Regions from separate parts of the Mus musculus genome. Here region 2 is linked to region 1. A link is a contact called in public HiChIP or PLAC-seq data. All regions are on one chromosome and are shown on one strand. The core of a region is the stretch at or near the end of the contact, and the rest is flanking DNA. Distances in the headings are between cores, read along the strand shown. Region 1 overlaps Thra (thyroid hormone receptor alpha). Region 2 has its middle 17 kb from the start of Tns4.

Evidence for each region. HiChIP or PLAC-seq counts read pairs in DNA pulled down with a chosen protein or histone mark.
Region 2: a FOXA1 HiChIP or PLAC-seq map of pancreatic cancer cells shows a contact between it and region 1. The contact joins two enhancer-like sites. A contact is called at or near these places in 2 of 115 datasets of contacts at active chromatin or transcription factors (embryonic stem cells and pancreatic cancer cells).

What each region holds. Positions count from the first base shown.
Region 1 is chr11:98,753,502-98,756,201 of GRCm38.p6, reverse strand. Thra (thyroid hormone receptor alpha) reads right to left here. Exons shown (of 10, transcript NM_001313983.1): 2 at 2,564-2,700; 3 at 27-94. The coding sequence starts at 2,616. Among named protein-coding and RNA genes, the nearest start is that of Thra, 13 kb to the right of the region's middle. Within about 2 kb of position 1,346, at least 147 of the 459 cell types and tissues checked have an H3K27ac peak or open chromatin away from gene starts, as enhancers often do. A contact at or near this core is called in pancreatic cancer cells, where this site is marked.
Region 2 is chr11:99,104,806-99,107,505 of GRCm38.p6, reverse strand. No RefSeq gene overlaps it. Among named protein-coding and RNA genes, the nearest start is that of Tns4, 17 kb to the right of the region's middle. Within about 2 kb of position 1,320, at least 140 of the 459 cell types and tissues checked have an H3K27ac peak or open chromatin away from gene starts, as enhancers often do. A contact at or near this core is called in pancreatic cancer cells, where this site is marked.

The sequences.
Region 1 (2,700 bases), core at 97-2,596:
TAAGGGACACATGTAGCCAGGCTCACCTGACATGCTGCTTTTCAGGGGACATTGGCCGTTCTTTCTTTTTCGCTTTCCATCTGGTGACCTGGCACTGCATGGGGCAAAGTGGGCAGAATCACACAGAGTAGCCTCTGGGCAGTCTCTTCCCACCTAAGAGACTTCACCCCTTTCCACTCCCCCAGGCTTGGTTTCTCCCCCCTCCTTATGCCCTTATTCTACCCCCCACCCCTATATCAGCTGACAAAGCTTGGAAAGGGTCTAGCTATCTGGTCGCTGCATGGGAGAGATAAGGGGCTTAGATGGGGCCAAAACCATGTTTGAGGGCCCAGTACAGTCACACAGACAGGTATTGCTGTGAGACCCCAAAACACAAACACACACATCTCACATTTAAGCAATGCTCAAAAGTCCCCAAACACACAGACACCCGTCACAGGAAGGCGCTGCTCTAAGGCGCACATACACACATATACATTCCAGCCACAATATATAGGACACTCCTTGGAATATTCTTAAATCTATATAACCTTTCAAATGTATGTATATATATATATATATATATATATATATATATATATGCAATATCACACCCACGAGTGTGAATAACTATGCAGCCTTCAGCATAAACCCAAGTATGGTAATAAGCCTTAGGATCTACAATTGCATGCAATTTTCTGGGCATTCTCTAAGACTTCTGCTAGGTACCCATGTGCTACAGAAAGCCTCTGGACAGGCACCTAATGGTGTCGTCCCTCTGTCCCGTGTGAACATGTTCCTCAATCTCTAGGTCATGTACACATGCTAAATAACCCACATGGACTGAAAATATCAGGGTTACCCTGTTCACAGCCTCCAGTTAACAAATAGGAAAACCAAAGGGCCTTTTGTACGCTGGGACACCACGCCAGAATCAGCCAGGAAAAAGACCCTGAACTTCTTCATGCATGGTATTTTTAGCAACTCTCAGTCACTGCACATATATGTTGCCAGGCTTTCCATATATGTGTTACATAACCTCAGGACACACAGGTTACATAAGCCTCTACGCATGCAAGGATTGTATAACCTTCTACAACCACCCTGTGTGTACCATGTTCCAGGGCCCCTCCCCCTAAGGCCTGATACAGTTCCCAACACACTGACACAGTGACCTTGGCCAGGGTCACGGTCACAGACAGCCTTGTGCTTCACACACCCTGGGGATTACCCCTGTCTGGTTCCTACCAAGGCTGGAAGGCCAGGCTTGCCTCCCGCCTTCTGGTGGTGTGAGTGTGTAGGGATCACGTTGGTCCCAGTTGAGCAGGGGGCTATCACAGGCCTCAGAGCCTCTGGGTGCAGTTCCACACATAGCCACAAGATGGCACGTGGCCATGGGGGAGGGGAGGGCTGGGCGAAGAGGTGCCACAGCTCTGAGGGACTAGGAACTTCATTTCAATCTTTTTACAAGAGCTAAGAGCAGGCTCTTCCAGAAGTGTGGGCAGGGAAATACAGGCAATCCAAGTGGCGGTTACAGGGTGAGAACAGCCTGTCTCATAAGTCTAAGTGTGAGAGGAGGGTTTTGGGGGAAGGGGCTTTCTTACCCAGTGTCCCACTTACACAACCACAAATCCCATCTACTATTTCTGACCCTCCAAAGAACCGGTCTTGGGCACAAGGGCTTTGCTTGGCCAAGCTTCTGGCCTTCTGGCTCAGGACCTGATCTCCCAGACAACAGTTAGCTACACTGCTCACCAGAGCACCCCACCCCCACTATTTCCCTGGCCATAGGCACAGGATGTACCCTGCTCTTGGGACATCACGCCAAATGGAACAGAGCTCTGTGCCACTTAGAGCAGACAGGGAAAGCGGAGACCCTCTAAACTGACGCAGAGCAGTGCAAATGAGGGGTAACCTCTCCCTAGTGGTGTGTGCAAGGTGACGCGGCCGTCTGTCTCATCCACGAGGAAGCAAACCCTTCCTAGCTGGTGTGTTCTTCCACTTCCTGGGAGGAGCTGCATAGCAGTCCCCGCCTTTGACCATGAACAAGGAAGAGTGTGTGGGGTTTCCAATAGATTCCAAAAATAAGTGTGGGTTGTGACCAATAGTTATTGGTGCCTGTACCCGGAAATGTTATGTTATATGCACCATGGCTTGTGGATAACACGCTTATTTGTGGTCAGGCAGTGAATGGACTGGGAGAAAGAAGAAAATGGCAAGGCCACTGGGATCACACACATGCTCAAGTGAGGGTAACAATAGAGAAGAGACACAGGGTAGGGGTGGGGGGTGCTGAGATGGCCCAGCACTGCCAAGGAAGGGGCAGAGTGTCTGCTACCTGTAATGATCCCTTTCCTACCGCTTCCTCCTTCAAAGTGAACATCCCAATCTAAGTGCCCGATTCCCTAAGAAATACGAGCATGCCCTCAATCCCTGGACTAAGGTAAGCAGCAGGCTTGCTGGCTCCATGTCCATGTCCAGGGGTGCTTAAAAGCCATGTCTAAAACAGAGACCATCTCTCTTTTACCCAGAGAGCTATCCATATCTGTTGCCGTACTACCGGGTTGCCAGGCCCATTCGTTACCTGTTCTCCTCTGGGTCTGACCCACACTCCACCTTGCTTGGCTTCTGTTCCATTCACTTCAATTCCATCCAGGATGCTCTCCAGCACGCCAAGAGACTGGGGTGGGCACACTGGCCCCCCCACGCCCACAGGCCACC
Region 2 (2,700 bases), core at 71-2,570, 350 kb before region 1:
TTGTGTGTGCTCATTTCTCTTGGGCATCTTTAAACATGGTCCAGGGTGAATGGGTAGACAGCAAAATGTTGTAAATCAGGAAGGGAGAGAATGGCGTCCCCTGAGTGGGCAGCTCAGGCCACTGAGAACCATCCTGGACTGTGTCACTCGAGCAGGTAACCCTGGGGATAAACGATGGGGCCGATTCAGACCTATGCCACCCTGCCACACACCCTCCCCACCTCATACATACCCCATTCTACACGCCCACACCCACACCCCCAATCCCTGCTTCAACCTGCTAGCTGGTCACTGGAAACTCTCCTCCCTCTGACTTGCAATCTAAATGTTACTTCTTACCCTCCCCTAAGGTCTGCTGAGCAGTCCTTAAAGCACATCTCTGAAGCTGGGTGGGGAGCCAGATGCCAGAGAACAGGACAAAATCAGCCCTCTACCCCCAGGGCAGACAGGAAAGGAACCAACAGCTGGAGACCAGACTCTCTGGGTCCCTAGCAACCCTGTTAACACTGACCCCAAGCACAGACAGTCACAGCAGGGAGTGGTGGGCCTGGGCTTCCTGGGTGACACCCTCACACCCCCGTGGGCTCTAATGAGAAAGCACTCTTCTATACTGAATGTTGTCCTGGCCCCCACAGCTAAGCCCTTCAAAGTCACAGACAGCCATCAGTGTGTCAGGGGCATTCAGTGGGGCAGGGGTTGGAGGTCCTACATCCCACCCACAACATACATCATTTATAGGTTACTGACACCAAGGCCTCCACACTCCTGCTGGGCTCCTAGCAGATTCAGGCCCAAAGCCAAGAAGCTTCTGTAACCCTGGAGAGCTTCCACCCGGAAGGGGAGACTCAGACCTTACTCTGGGGTTGGAGCTTAGGGGGTGCGGCGGCTGTTAGGTTTATGCTCCCACAACCTCAGGGTTCCTCTATCCACCCCTCCTCCAGGGAAGGGTGCGGGCCTGTGTGGGAAGGGTGGAGGCTCCGTGAGTAATCAGGTTACAGAGGAATGAACTTGCAAGAACCTGAGTCAGAGGCAGGAAGAGGAGACCAGGTCTGGACGCCCCTCTCACTGGCCCCATCGACCCCTCCAGGAGCAACCCTCAGCTCAGGACTGCCTGAGGCTTTAAAAGGAATGGGTCTTTGCTAGGACGTGGGGGAGCATGCCCTAGGAGTTACAAAGATCCTTAGCATCAAAAATGCTGTAAACACAAGTGGTGGGGGAGACCTTGATGGAGGCTTTCCCAGGGTCCCAGTTTGTACAGCTGCATGTGTCTTCTGCACGTGTTACCTGAACATACCTCGGGACTTTGCCCTTTCAGCCTGTCTGGCTCACCCAGTGGGAGGCAAAGTCCAGCGAAGCTCTCCGGCTCCCTAGGGCAGACACCTGAGGGTGCCCACTGACAACATGATCTCCAGACAAAAATCATGTGCCTAGAACTCCTCCTCCATCACCACCATCCTGCCTCTGCTGCCTCTGAGCAGCTACAACCTTGGATCTCCCTCTTCATTTGACCCTTTGCCCTGTTGTCTGGTAGCCACGCAGGGCCTTTCAAAACACAGGGTCACATCAATGCCTATTCAGATGTTCTGTGGCTTCTCACTGATCTAGGGATAAAGCCAAGTGTCTAGCCTGGTGCTCAAGGGCTAGCCCTAGGCTACCTCCTTAGCCTCATTTCACCATTTGTGATGTAGGTTACACTAAGTGTTCGTTCAGCCCTTAAGAGGCTACCACTTCTCCTACCTACCCCAGGACCTTTGCACGTGCAGTTGCTACCACCTGCACGCTCCTCCATATCCCTCTTTGCAGAGCTAACACCTACTGTCTTCGGGGTTTCTTGTTTGTTGGTTGGTCTGTTTTTGTTAGTCTGGGGGACTCCTCCCTGATATTCCAAAGTCTGAAATGTAACTTTCTCTCCAAGCTCCAAGCTCCATCACAGTCTGAGATTATACACATTCCTGGTTGTTCTGTCTCCATCAAACCTCTATCCCTAACACCCTCCTGCAGGATGTGGATCAAGACCCAGCCCCAGTCCTGACCTCTGCCTGCAGGAGGCTTAGAGCCAGACCCAGGAAGGCCTTGCACCTTTAATCTAGTTAATCATCTCTCTTGTCCCAGAGACACTGAGAGGAAGAGCTAGAGGTGTGGGGGCACAGGGGGGGGAGTGCTGGGAGGGGGGCTGCCTAGAAGGAGTCACCTAGAAAGAGAAAGCCAAGGATCATTTGCTGGAGAGAGAGATAAGATGGTCAGAAAACAGGAAATGGTAAGCTAGAGCTGTTGGCTGGGGCGGGACAGTTGAGAATCAGGGCTTCAGATCAAAGCCACAGGAAATGGTGGTTTTCTCAGAAACGGAAGAACCTGATCAAAGCCACACTTTCCCGTCTGGGTGGGGTAGGCAATTCATTCACCAATGATTCTCTTAATCATTGGTATTTGAAAATATGAGAGAGCTGTTAAACAAGCATTGATTGAGCAGGTCTGGGTGCCGGGCACTGTGTTATGCCCGGAGGGCACAGCAGTTGTGTAAAGAGGATCATCCTCTATGCCTCTGACTTCACAAGCATCAGTGTCTCAACAGGCTTCAAGCCACCATCTGCAGCCCTGGCCATGAGTGACTGCCAGCCTTTGTACCCAGCACAGAAGCCAACAAAGCAGCGGCTCTCAACCTGTGGGTTGCACAGGGGTCGAGCATCAGACATCCTGCAT